4 separate regions of the Mus musculus genome follow, and all the other regions are linked to region 2. The links are chromatin contacts, called in public ChIA-PET, HiChIP or PLAC-seq and promoter capture Hi-C maps. All regions are on one chromosome and are shown on one strand. The core of a region is the stretch at or near the end of the contact, and the rest is flanking DNA. Distances in the headings are between cores, read along the strand shown. Region 1 overlaps Zranb3 (zinc finger, RAN-binding domain containing 3). Region 2 holds the start of Rab3gap1 (RAB3 GTPase activating protein subunit 1). Region 3 holds the start of Tmem163 (transmembrane protein 163). Region 4 overlaps Zranb3 (zinc finger, RAN-binding domain containing 3).

Evidence for each region. ChIA-PET counts read pairs in DNA pulled down with a chosen protein or histone mark. HiChIP or PLAC-seq counts read pairs in DNA pulled down with a chosen protein or histone mark. Capture Hi-C pulls out chosen DNA fragments and counts their contacts.
Region 1: an RNA polymerase II ChIA-PET map of memory CD8 T cells shows a contact between it and region 2, with 13 read pairs. The contact joins the enhancer-like site here to the promoter of Rab3gap1 in region 2. A contact is called at or near these places in 2 of 39 promoter capture datasets (the 3T3-L1 cell line and second pharyngeal arch cranial neural crest), 1 of 15 datasets of contacts at CTCF or cohesin (CD8 T cells), 1 of 484 Hi-C or Micro-C datasets (forebrain), 2 of 115 datasets of contacts at active chromatin or transcription factors (bone marrow-derived macrophages and memory CD8 T cells) and 2 of 9 other capture datasets (adipose tissue and liver).
Region 3: a promoter capture Hi-C map of pancreatic islet shows a contact between it and region 2. The contact joins the promoter of Tmem163 here to the promoter of Rab3gap1 in region 2. A contact is called at or near these places in 2 of 39 promoter capture datasets (embryonic stem cells and stem cell-derived epiblast-like cells) and 1 of 9 other capture datasets (pancreatic islet).
Region 4: a FOXA1 HiChIP or PLAC-seq map of pancreatic cancer cells shows a contact between it and region 2. The contact joins the enhancer-like site here to the promoter of Rab3gap1 in region 2. A contact is called at or near these places in 1 of 39 promoter capture datasets (hematopoietic stem and progenitor cells), 1 of 15 datasets of contacts at CTCF or cohesin (CD8 T cells), 2 of 115 datasets of contacts at active chromatin or transcription factors (memory CD8 T cells and pancreatic cancer cells) and 1 of 9 other capture datasets (liver).

Annotation. Positions count from the first base shown.
Region 1 is chr1:128,075,770-128,078,580 of GRCm38.p6, forward strand. All of the region lies in intron 2 of Zranb3 (zinc finger, RAN-binding domain containing 3), which reads right to left. Among named protein-coding and RNA genes, the nearest start is that of Zranb3, 25 kb to the right of the region's middle. Within about 2 kb of position 1,287, at least 38 of the 459 cell types and tissues checked have an H3K27ac peak or open chromatin away from gene starts, as enhancers often do. A contact at or near this core is called in CD8 T cells and memory CD8 T cells, where this site is marked.
Region 2 is chr1:127,867,387-127,870,333 of GRCm38.p6, forward strand. It overlaps Rab3gap1 (RAB3 GTPase activating protein subunit 1), which reads left to right and starts at 1,387. Exons shown (of 24, transcript NM_178690.4): 1 at 1,387-1,443; 2 at 1,539-1,594. The coding sequence starts at 1,426.
Region 3 is chr1:127,676,619-127,679,318 of GRCm38.p6, forward strand. Tmem163 (transmembrane protein 163) reads right to left here and starts at 1,403. Exons shown (of 8, transcript NM_028135.2): 1 at 813-1,403. The coding sequence starts at 1,011.
Region 4 is chr1:128,057,472-128,060,171 of GRCm38.p6, forward strand. It overlaps Zranb3 (zinc finger, RAN-binding domain containing 3), which reads right to left. Exons shown (of 21, transcript NM_027678.3): 3 at 511-529. Among named protein-coding and RNA genes, the nearest start is that of Zranb3, 44 kb to the right of the region's middle. Within about 2 kb of position 1,395, at least 14 of the 459 cell types and tissues checked have an H3K27ac peak or open chromatin away from gene starts, as enhancers often do. A contact at or near this core is called in CD8 T cells, memory CD8 T cells and pancreatic cancer cells, where this site is marked.

The DNA.
Region 1 (2,811 bases), core at 37-2,536, 210 kb after region 2:
AAAGCAGGGCTACCACCTTAACAGACTACATGCTAATAAATTAATCTTGTGCCTAATTTACATCTTTAAAATATATGGTAATAGCAATCTCAAGACTTAGGAGACTGAGGCAGTAGGATTTCAAGTTCAAGACCAGTTGGACTATATAGGACATTGAAGGGTGGTTTATACAACATAGGGAAATCCTGTAATCAGGGGCGTGGACACACACACATACATACATACATACATACATACATACATACATACACACACACATACATAATTGTGAAAAAAGCTATTGTATAAAAATAAGAGAAAAAAAAAACCCTCTAGAATAACACCTATATTCCCCTTTAACAAATCTCTCTACGTGCTATGTTCCTTTTGCCTTCAAGTATCTCATGAAAGTTCCTTTCCTATATCCCATGTTATTCAATTAGTAAATGCATATTCAACCTTAAAGATCCAGTTTGGGATAGTCCTCTAAGAATTAGTTCCAGACCAGACTCTGGCTTCCAGATGCAGTCAGGATACTCTGTATGCTGTCAACACACTTCCACTGTGACGTCTATTACATTATAGCACAGTTTTTGTGTATGTTCTACTATCGGGCAATGAACTTATTGACTACAAGCCACTGTCATTCAGTTCTGTCTCCCAAGAGCCTCTCTGTGCCCAAAATACCAGGGAATCATATACTTATTTGAAGTCATCCCAGAAAGGAAGCAAGGTATTTCAACCTTAATTTGAGAAAATCAATTCCCCCTCCTCACACACAACTATCTACACAAATAATTTAACATCTTTAAAACGAATCTCACAATAATGCTTTGCTGCCCACATCCAAACACCAGGTTTATCATAGGGAAGCAAGAGCTTTACTACATGGAGTAACTTGGTTTCTATGCCTCTCAGGACTTCTAATGGGAATAATATTGTTAGCAGTCTTTTAGACTTTTGGTGAAATTTGTGTCCTCTAGGATACAAACAATTCCATCTCAAGTTAATGACAAGTATGAAAATCTAAGCCCTGTCACTAGGCCCTTGGAACAGGCATTCAGGGAGCTCTGTTTTTCCAGCAGTACGGTTAACAGTCCCATGCAAGCTTTCAACAGACCTACAAGTGGACCTGTACCCCTAAGATTAAGAAGAAAGAAATCCTGTGGGGATACAGTGTAGGACCCTAGCTGCTGGCTCTGCAGCAGTAGCTACAATGTGAGAACAAACAAAACTACCAGGCTTCACACTCCAGGCAACAGGTGGGCAACTCTACTTCGTGGGTAAGTGGGTAGAGAAACAGGAAGCCAAGGGCAAACTGATTCAGACCAGTGACTGCTAAGATGGCTATGAATCTGACTGCCTCATTAAACCCTCTCCGTAATATGTTAATTTTGAGGCCTATGTAAAGGAAGCATGAACAATAAGTCTCTTTCTCACCAACAAAACCATCAATATTCAAAATCTTTCCTGAAAGGATATGAATATTCAAACTCTTCTCCACAAAATGAAATGTACATCTTTGCTTGTGTAGCTACTTGGCCGACTCTACTTCCGCCTACAGTCATTCTGCTTCTGAGGTAACTCACCGTGCTTCCGTTCTGTAATAACCTTTCACTTTACTGTTGCTTGAGAAGAACAACAACCTATAACCAAATCAACCAACCAAAAAGAAACGAACACCAGAAAGCTCTCCATAAAGAGAAAGCCTGTTGTGATATCCAACATTTTTGGGCAACAGAGAACTATTTAATGCTACCATGCAGAAGTGTGCTGTTATTAAAATTAAATTATCAAAAAGACTGAATATGAGGCATGAACAATATATGATACAGTCAGTAAAATAGCTTAATCTGTTTATCAGATTGGGGATCTGATTTTCTAAAAACATTACTTAATGTACTGATATTTTAATTTAAAGATATCCTAAAATACTTTCAATGTTAGTTTGCTTTATTCTTTTGATTTTTAAGTAAAAAACAAAAACAAAAAATGGAAGCACAGCAAATTACTTCAAATATGAAATTAAGCTTTCTGTCTTATGAACAAGTTTCAAGATTTAAAATTTTTATTTCATTTTTTAAAAAAGCATACTCACCAAGGCAATGAAGAAATTACTGAGATTTGTTTAATGAACAGTATTTCATTAAGCAGACTGTTGGAACATGGTATAAAGAGGAACAGCACATATTGGCTTTTTCTAGTGTGGGTGTCCTGGTATTCTCAGGATCTTTCACCCACTCATGAGTCAGTTTTATATAACACAGTAATGTATAATTTCCCTCCTACTCACAAGCCAACACTTCAGAGATAACATTTTACCCAGTGTTATTTAAAGAATATGGTAACTTGGAACATTTTAATATTTTTCAAAACGTATAAACAACCAAATTATTATCATGTCAGTAACGAAGCTCTTTGGCTTCAAAGAAGCACTCCAGTATATTTTAATGCTAAATAATAATTAATTTAGGAAAATATATTTAGAAAATATGTAAACTGTAACAAAACATAACTTTATTGTTTAAGATTTTATATTTGATTCTATGTATGTGTGCATCCATGTGTGTGTATGTGCATGTAAGTATATGTGCCAGTGGGTGGTATTAGATACCCAGAGCAGGAGTCAGAGGCAGTTGTGATTAATGTGGGCACTGGGACCCAAACCCAGGTCCTCTGGAAGAGTAGCAAGAACTCTTAACCAGTCTCACTGTTCAGTTCTGGTTGTCCTAGAACTTACTATGTAGACCAGACCTGGCTGGCCTTGAATTCATAGAGAGTTTACCTCTCTGCCTCCCAAGTGCTGGGATTAAAGGAGTGTACCACTTCCTC
Region 2 (2,947 bases), core at 137-2,636:
CCATGCCTGGCTGCTTTTTAAAACAATAAGTTTAGTTGTATAGATTTTCTTTTCCTGGGGTTAGGAAAGGAGACAGTGGGTTTAAGGATCTTGGTCAGTGTTTATGAGTTGTAAAGTTTGAACAAGAGCTGAGGATGTAGTTCTGTTGGTAGAGCTTTTGCCTAGCATGCATGGTCCTCGCTTCTGTCTTTACCACCACACCATACAATCCAAGACGGTGCTACATGACTGCAGTCAGGATACTCAAAAGGAGGCAAGAGGATCAGAATTCCAGTTCGCTCTTCTCACCACAAGGCGTGTGAGGCTGGCTTATGAACCCTATCTCAAGAACAAAACCAAGGGCTTGAGAGATGGCTCAGTGGTTAAGAGTGCTCTTCCAAAGGTTCTGAGTTCAAATGCCAGCAATCACAAGGTGGCTCACAACCATCTGTAATGGGATCTGATGCCCTTTTCTGGTATACTCATATACATAAAATAAATATACTCATACACATTCTAGTGTAATCATATACATAAAATGAATAAATAAATCTAAAAAAAAACCCATTTGAATGAAAACTCAAAGAGGTTTTTAAATACAATTGTGACCATGCATATCTAGGGTCTTTGCCATATAGGACTACATATGCCCCAAGATATTTATGAATGTAGCCCAATACATCTGTGGATGTGAATGTCATGTAACAATTTCAAAATGTTCATCAGTTTGTTTTTGTTTTTTGTTGTTGTTGTTTTTTGTTTGTTTGGTTGTTTTTTTTCTTCCGAGACAGGGTTTTTCTGTGTAGCCCTGGCTGTCCTGGAACTCACTTTGTAGACCAGGCTGGCCTCGAACTCAGAAATCTGCCTGCCTCTGCCTCCCGAGTGCTGGGATTAAAGGTGTGTGCCACCACGCTCGGCTCATCAGCTCTTCTTGAGTCTACAAAATACTCTTATTATTTTTACTTTTAATTCTTTAAACAATACTTGTTAATTTTATTTCATGTGCATGAGTGTTTCGTCAGCATGTAAATCTGTTTGTGCAGCACGTGCATGCCTGGTGTCAGTCGAGGCCAGAAGCAGGTACAGGATCCCTTTGGACTGAAATCACAAATGGTTGTGAACTGCTATGCAGGTGCTGGAAATCGAACATAGGTCTTGTGAAAGCGCAGCGGGTAGTCTTAACTGCACAGTTATCCCTCTAGCCCCAACAGAATTTTAAAAAAAATATTACTAAACCACCTTGAAGAAGAGCGTATGCCACACTAAGATCTTTCTGTCTGGAGGAAAAAGGTCTTCCCACCTTCCAGCAGGCCCTTTGTAGGCGGGCCCGCTTCGGGGCCCCACCCACCACCCACCGAGGCCCCGCCCACGGCCACTCAGTGCCCTCCTCCTAGCTCCCTTCTTCCCGACAGCCTTCGCGCGGGGCCTGACGCTCCGCTCCGCAAGATGGCGGCGGACAGTGAGGTGAGTTCTGCGCCCTGGGTGCCTCTGTCACAGAGTTCTGCCGCCGACGTCAGTGGCCCGCAGCTTACTGTCTGTGCTCTTCTCTGTCCCCGCAGCCCGAGTCCGAAGTGTTTGAGATCACAGACTTCACCACAGCCTCGGAGTGGGAGAGGTGAGTAGTGTGTTTGGTCCTGTCTGGCCCCGGGCGGCATCACACAGGTGACGCTGGTTCGGAGGGAGACGCCCACGCTTCGTCTCTTCTTCCGCGCCACGGCAACTTTGGCTTTTTCCGCATCAATCATACAGACAGGTCAGACCAACCTTCAGACTCCGCCTTTAAAACAAGTTGTGTTGACTTCCAGATCACTTCCCTGGCACAGAAAACCATTTCCGAGGTCGTCCCCGGGTCTTATGCTTTCATGTCAATTTGCCTCAGTTGTCATCAAAGCCGTCAGCTAAGCAGCTGCTGTGTTTTCTTCCTGTGTTTATTGGAAGAGACTTTTAGCGTACCGATGACTGTTCATCTGTCATCCTCTTACCATCGTTATCCTGTCTTCGAGAAATTAAAAAATTAAAATTCTACTATTTCATACTTATAAATAGTATGTTTACATACGTCTTTGGAATGTTTTGATTCACAGCGTTACATTTTAAACTTGGTCCTGTGCCCAGACTTCCCGAGCTTGTCAAATTCAGATGAACAACTGCATTAAGGCGAACATGTTTTATCACCTGAGTGAGTTGAAAACTAAGTTTGTTGGCTTGATAGCTAGCTATTGAGGTTATTGTTGCAGTGCTTGTAGGCTTTACAAATGTGTGGCTCTCATATCAGTTGGTGGCATAGGAAGATATAAAAGATCTTTGAAATAGTAGTTTGACTTGTGTTCCCATCCCCACACTTCATCGAGTCAGTAAGACTTAACACACTAGCAAGACTTTATGAGGAAGTACTGTGTGCCCTGAACTATCCTAAGATCAGGGAAATCTATATACCTTTTAAAAACTCCAACAAATAGTTAAAATGTAAGCCAGTTGGTACTAACTACAAAGAACTAGTTAAGTAGGGAAAACGTGGACTACAAAATTGTTGGAGACATTTTTGTAGGGAAAAGATAGGAAATGCCTGCTTTGAAATTGGGGAGGGAAATGGAAGCTGGGTGACGTGGCACCTGTGTATAATAGTGACTACTGGCAAGGCTGAGGCGGATCACTTGAGCTAAGGAATTAAGACCAGCCTGAGCAATCTAAGAGGTACTGCCTTAAGAAAGGAAAGGGAAAATGGTTCAGGGTTTGGTTAAACATGAGAAGGGACTGACATTTCGAGACAAGTAAGTGAGGAATTATCACTGGGAAATAAATAAAAATGATACAGTGAGATCAGTTTCCAAAGCCAAGGCAGAGGCGTCGAGAGTTGGTGCACTTGACTAAAAACTCTCCAACTTGACTGTGCATCAGAACCTGCTGGTCTCGGTTCTCAGTGTTTCCCATTAGGTTTTAGGTCCAATCCCCAAATTTGCTTTTCTAA
Region 3 (2,700 bases), core at 153-2,652, 190 kb before region 2:
GATAGTTTTCGAGGGGGGCCAATTAAGAAGCAGCAAGAAAGGGGAATGGTGTAGATGCGGTCGTCTTCGCAAAGAACCCAAGCTGAAGGCCGCTAGAGCAGGATGGGGAAGGAGAGCCAGGTGGGGGAATGAGGGATCCCTAACGTTCGACGCAGCCCCACTAAGGAGACAGTGGTTGTAAGCGGGAGATGGTGATGCCTTCCAGGGGACGCACCGGGTACAAGGCCAGCGTCCAAGGAAGGACTCAGAGCTGGACACACTCTCTCCAGGAAGTATCAGCGCGGATAGCATCTGTGCAGATCAGGTTGGTAGCCAGACCCCAAACATCCTAACCTCTCTGCCAGCACCCTCACACTATGGGGCGGTGACCGCTGTGACCCAGGATCCAGGGAGCTTCGGCCCCACGCACGTCCAGAGGCTAAGGGGACCCTAGCTGTCACCCTACCGGGTGCTCTGCCACTAACCAAAAAAATTAATTAATAATAATAATAACTTTCCCCGGGTGGCTGGGCTTGCGCAGCGGGATGCTTTGGAACCCACATCTCCCAGCACCGAGAGGAATCCCTTGGTCCCCCGTAAGACACTAAGAACCCTGTCTGCAAACTTTTCCCGCGAGCACCGGAGAAGGCTGGCCTAAGCACCCTCCGAGATCGGAAAACTGAAAGAGGCTCTCGGGAGGCACCGCTGCCCGACCCTCATGGATCCCGAAAGGTGGAATAGTCGCTTCCGCTCTTTGCACCAAGCTCCGCAAATAGGGGACAGGTGGCTTGAGAGGGGCGGAGAGGAAGGAGCGCGGGGCGGTGGTAGCTCACCTCGGTCTTCCAACCCGTCGCTGAACTGGCCGCTCTCGCTGATCCGTGGCTGCCTTTCCTCATCAGACTGCACAGAGGAGCTCATCGGAGCCGGGCTGGGGGCGGGGGCGGCGGTCGAGGGCGCGTGGCCCCGCGGTGGCGGCCGCGGGACTCCGGGGCCAGGGGGGCTGCGGCGCTCGCTGCCCAGAGCCGGCTCCATGGCGCCGGGGCTGCAGATCCCCCGAGGCGAAGCCGACCACGATGGAGACACGAAGTCCAAAGTGCCAGAGACCGAGGGCACCGAGAGAGAGCTTCGCCCGTACCGCGGTGAGCGGCAGGTCCGCCGCTAGCACACCGAGTGGCGGAGGCTGGTGCCGCGCTGTCGCCGCTGCGCTCCGCCCCCGGGGGCAGGTGCGGGCGGCAGGGACCCGCCCCGAGGCGCTAAGCCCGGGCACTGGTATCGATGCACCCAGGCGAGTGGAGAGGGAGGGCCCCGGACGGTCCAGACGCGTGGAAGCTGAGGGAACTGTTAGGGGGCGTGGGGACCAGCCTGCGGGTAGCGCAGGGCTGGGTGAGGGCGTGACGGAGGACGCGCCCCCCACTCACGTCGCGGATTGGTGCCCAGGAGGGACCCTTCCACCCTAATTACTCTGCAGTCCTCGGAGCCTGTGGCCGCGCGTGGGCAGGAGAGAGGGCATCGCAGCTCATCCGGCCTTTTTTCTCTCCCGGAGCCACACAGGCTACAAGGATTGCACCTTGTCCCCGCCTGCCCAAGCAGGCACCAGGATTCACCTGTTCCCCAGCCTCTGGATCTGCTGCCCTTAAATGGCTTTAACTCTCATCTCAGTTTCTCTCTTGCACCAACTTAGATTGAGGTGCTGCTGGAACCGTGGCTTGTCCCCCCCTCCCCCAGACCTCCCATTACGACTATCCTTGGGCCTTTCCCATCCATCTGTCAACCTCTCTAAGCGTTCAGGATCCGTCCCCTTGCTGCGGATGCTCACCCCTGTTCTTCATCTCTGACCATAACAACTTCCCACACTTGGGCAGTGAGCCTGGTCTCCCCAGCGAAGCTGCAACCTGGTCCACAGGGCCGGCTGGGGAAGACCCACAGGCGAACCGGCCGCCTAACGGATTGGGGACCCGATTGATTGCATTTACATCCGAGCTCTAGAGAGTCTAGATTTTATCAATAGGTTGGTATCAGTCTCTAAATTTCATCTGAGTACTCTAACATGCCAATTCCTTCATTTAAAGGAATCCACCCTGTTTTCTTTTGAGAGTAACCGGTTTCCTTTCTTGGTTTCCGCTCTGCCAGGGAACATAGAAGTCAGGATATGATTTAAATGTCTCTGTGGGGTTCCAGAGATGAGAAGGGAGTCACATTTTGTTGGGATCAGATCTGAGTGATCTCGGCTCCAGTTCGGTCTTCCGTTGTGTTTTTTTTAAACAATAATTTCAACTGTAAACTGAAAGCATCGAACTAGGTCATTTCAACACTCCTTTTTTTTTTTTCCTATGAAGAAAATGAAATTTTCAACAGCCCCTTCTTTTCTTTAAAGAAAATTAAACGCCATGTTCACTGGGCTTAAGACACACACACACACACACACACACACACACACAGAGAGAGAGAGAGAGAGAGAGAGAGAGAGAGAGAGAGAGAGAGAGTTTTTACCACTGATCCTGACGCTGTTCTTGGTACAAATGCTTCACATGTACAGAGCCCTCCGTCCTCTCGCATCCTGGATTGTGGGGGTTGTTTTTTGTTTTGTTTTTGTTTTCCTTTTTCTTTTTTCTTTTTTGTTCCAGATGATTCCATTGGCTGCCCTCTCAACGGTAGTCAAAGAATCACCCCAAGAACAAAAATATCCAGGCCTTGAGCACTGTGGAGGTCGATGTCACAGGC
Region 4 (2,700 bases), core at 145-2,644, 190 kb after region 2:
CTGTTATCTGTTTCCTGTGTGCAGGTGAAATGTACTCAAGCAACCAGCTTTCTGCTTCTACCACTGAACCTCACTACCTGTTACTATGTCTTGCTGGGCATGATGGACTCCACCCCTTTGAGGCTGTAAGTCCAAATAACCCTTATCTCCATTAAGCTGCCTCTGGTCATAACACTTTATCACAGTAATGCAAAGTTATTAATATAGCCCACGGTTCAAAAGTATACTATGGATTTCCTTGTGAAGACCAAAGATGATGTTAATTTTTGTAATTTATGTGAACAAAACCGGCTTATTTGGGTATTTTGAAAGTTTTAAACACACACACACACACATTTATATGTTCTGTATACAAAAGTATTTAAGAGGAAATGGATATTACACAGTAAATTTGCTTGTTTTCCTCTACTAAATATGGTCACATGAAAAAGCAGAGGCAGATAGTCAATGTAGGGATAGAAGACAGTAAACGCTGATGTGTATTTTTAGAAAAGGCTCTAAGGTACTTACTTCATCAGCCACCATACACCTGGAAAAAATAAAACAAAAGCAAATTAATTTTATAATCATCAAAGCAAAGCATATTCAGAGTTCTGATTAAGTAACTCACCACCAACACTTCACAAACGCTAAAGGATTAAGCCAGAGAGGCTGCTGTAAGTGAATGAAAACACTGGATAGTGATGACTGCATACAACTCTACAGCTGCCAACGTCTATGTGGGAGTGAAGGTGCTTCAGACAAGCTCTTGCTCACCATGGAGGGAGCTGCAAAGACCCTTGAGGACCAAGCATGAAGGCATGAGACTGTGCAGAATGGCTTCCACCTCTGTCCTTAACTGTAAGCCTGGCTGTTCCTACAGATGAGAAGAACGCTGGATTAAAGAACACATGCCTTCAATTCTAAGACTCGGGAGGCAGAGGCAAATGGACCTCTAAGTTCAAGCCAGCCTAGTCTACACAGTGAGCTGCAGGCCAGCCTGAGCTACAATAGTGAGACCCTGCCTCAACAGACAGATAGGTAGGTAGGTAGGTAGGTAGGTAGACAGGCAGACAGAACAAGAAAACGAAGGTCTGCATTTTTTTTTTTCTGTTTCTGTGATAATGATAAAGTATCCTGGCAAAAGTAACTTCGGGGAGAAAGATTTAACTTGGCCTTTAGTTCCAGGATAGCCCATCATATGTCACAGAAGTCAAGGTGAAGAGAACTCCAACAGCCACATCTCCAAGTTGAGAGCAGAGAAGCCAAGCGTGCTTCTCACGCAGCTCCCTCTACCTCTGTGCAGCCCAGGGCCACAAACTGGAAACAGTGCTGCTGCCCACATTCAGCTTGGGCCACCTCACATCAATGAAGGCGAATCAACAAACGCCCACACAGTCAGGTCCACAAGGCAATCGGATCTCTGACTCATTGAGACTTTCAACAGGAGATTCTAGGTGTGGTTAGTTGACAGAATTAACCATTATACTGACTAGCAAACACATTTTGGCATAAATCTGTTATTTAGTTTTCTGTGCTGCATCTGTGTGCTATACTTCATTGTTGATTTCTATTATTTTGCTAAATATTTTCTACTTTTTTTTTTTTTGAGACAGGGTTTCTCTATGTAGCCCTGGTTGTCCTTGAACTTGCTCTGTTGACCAGGCTGGCCTCAAACTCACAGAGATCTGCCTGCTTCTGCCTCCCAAGTGTTGGGAGTAAAGTTGTGTGCCACCACACTCAGGTCTACTTTATTCATTTTTAAAAGCTTGTGTTGGGGATTGAGGGTGCATGTGTGTATGTGCTGTGTGTTCCCAAGCATATGGAAGCCAGAATAAAAGGTCTCTCCAACCTCATATTTTGAGATAGGAATACTAGCTGGTTACTGAGCTCCAGTGGAGTCAGCACGTCTCCAGGGGTTACAGACATACAACACCTCATCTGGATTTTCACATGCATGCTGGGTGTCTGAATTCGGGTCACCATACTTGTGCTGTAAGCACTCTACCAACTGAGCACTCTCCCAGCCCCAATCTGCTACATTCTTTTCTTAAACTTTATAGAGGTAAGTGTGATCCAGGGAGCAGTGAGGACTAGGTTCATAAATGGAGAGTCTAAGCAGAAGAGAATAACAAGTGGATGGTCAGTGGTTGATGTGAGACAGCAGGCACATCAGGACAACAAAGAATAAGCTCAACTAAGGAAAAATTAAAATCCAATCATTTTAGTAGAAATTGGTTTATTACACTCTTTACAGAAAATAGAAAAGTGAGAAGCGACATGGCATTTTACAGACAGATTCACATGAATATCGATCGATTTTTCACTTTAAAATCCAAGTCAAGAGCTGTGGAGATGCTTGCCATGCAAGTATTGAGGATCAAGGTCTAATCTCAAATGCACATAAAATTTCTGTCTGTAACTGTAAACCTGGCTGTTCCTACAGATGAGAAGAATGCTGGATTAAAGAACAGTGTGTGAGCATAGAAAACATAGAGACAGGTAGACTTTTGGGGCTAGCCCGGATAACCAAAATGGTGAGCTCTGGGTTCAGTGAGAGACCATGTCACAAAAAATAAGGTAGAGCACCATACAGGAAGATCAATGCCAATCAGTCTACCAAGGACACACACAGGTGAGTGCACTTGTCCTAAATCAGAAAATAAAATCCGGCTGGAGAGATGGCTCAGCAGTTAAAAGCACTGGCTGCTCTTCGAGAGG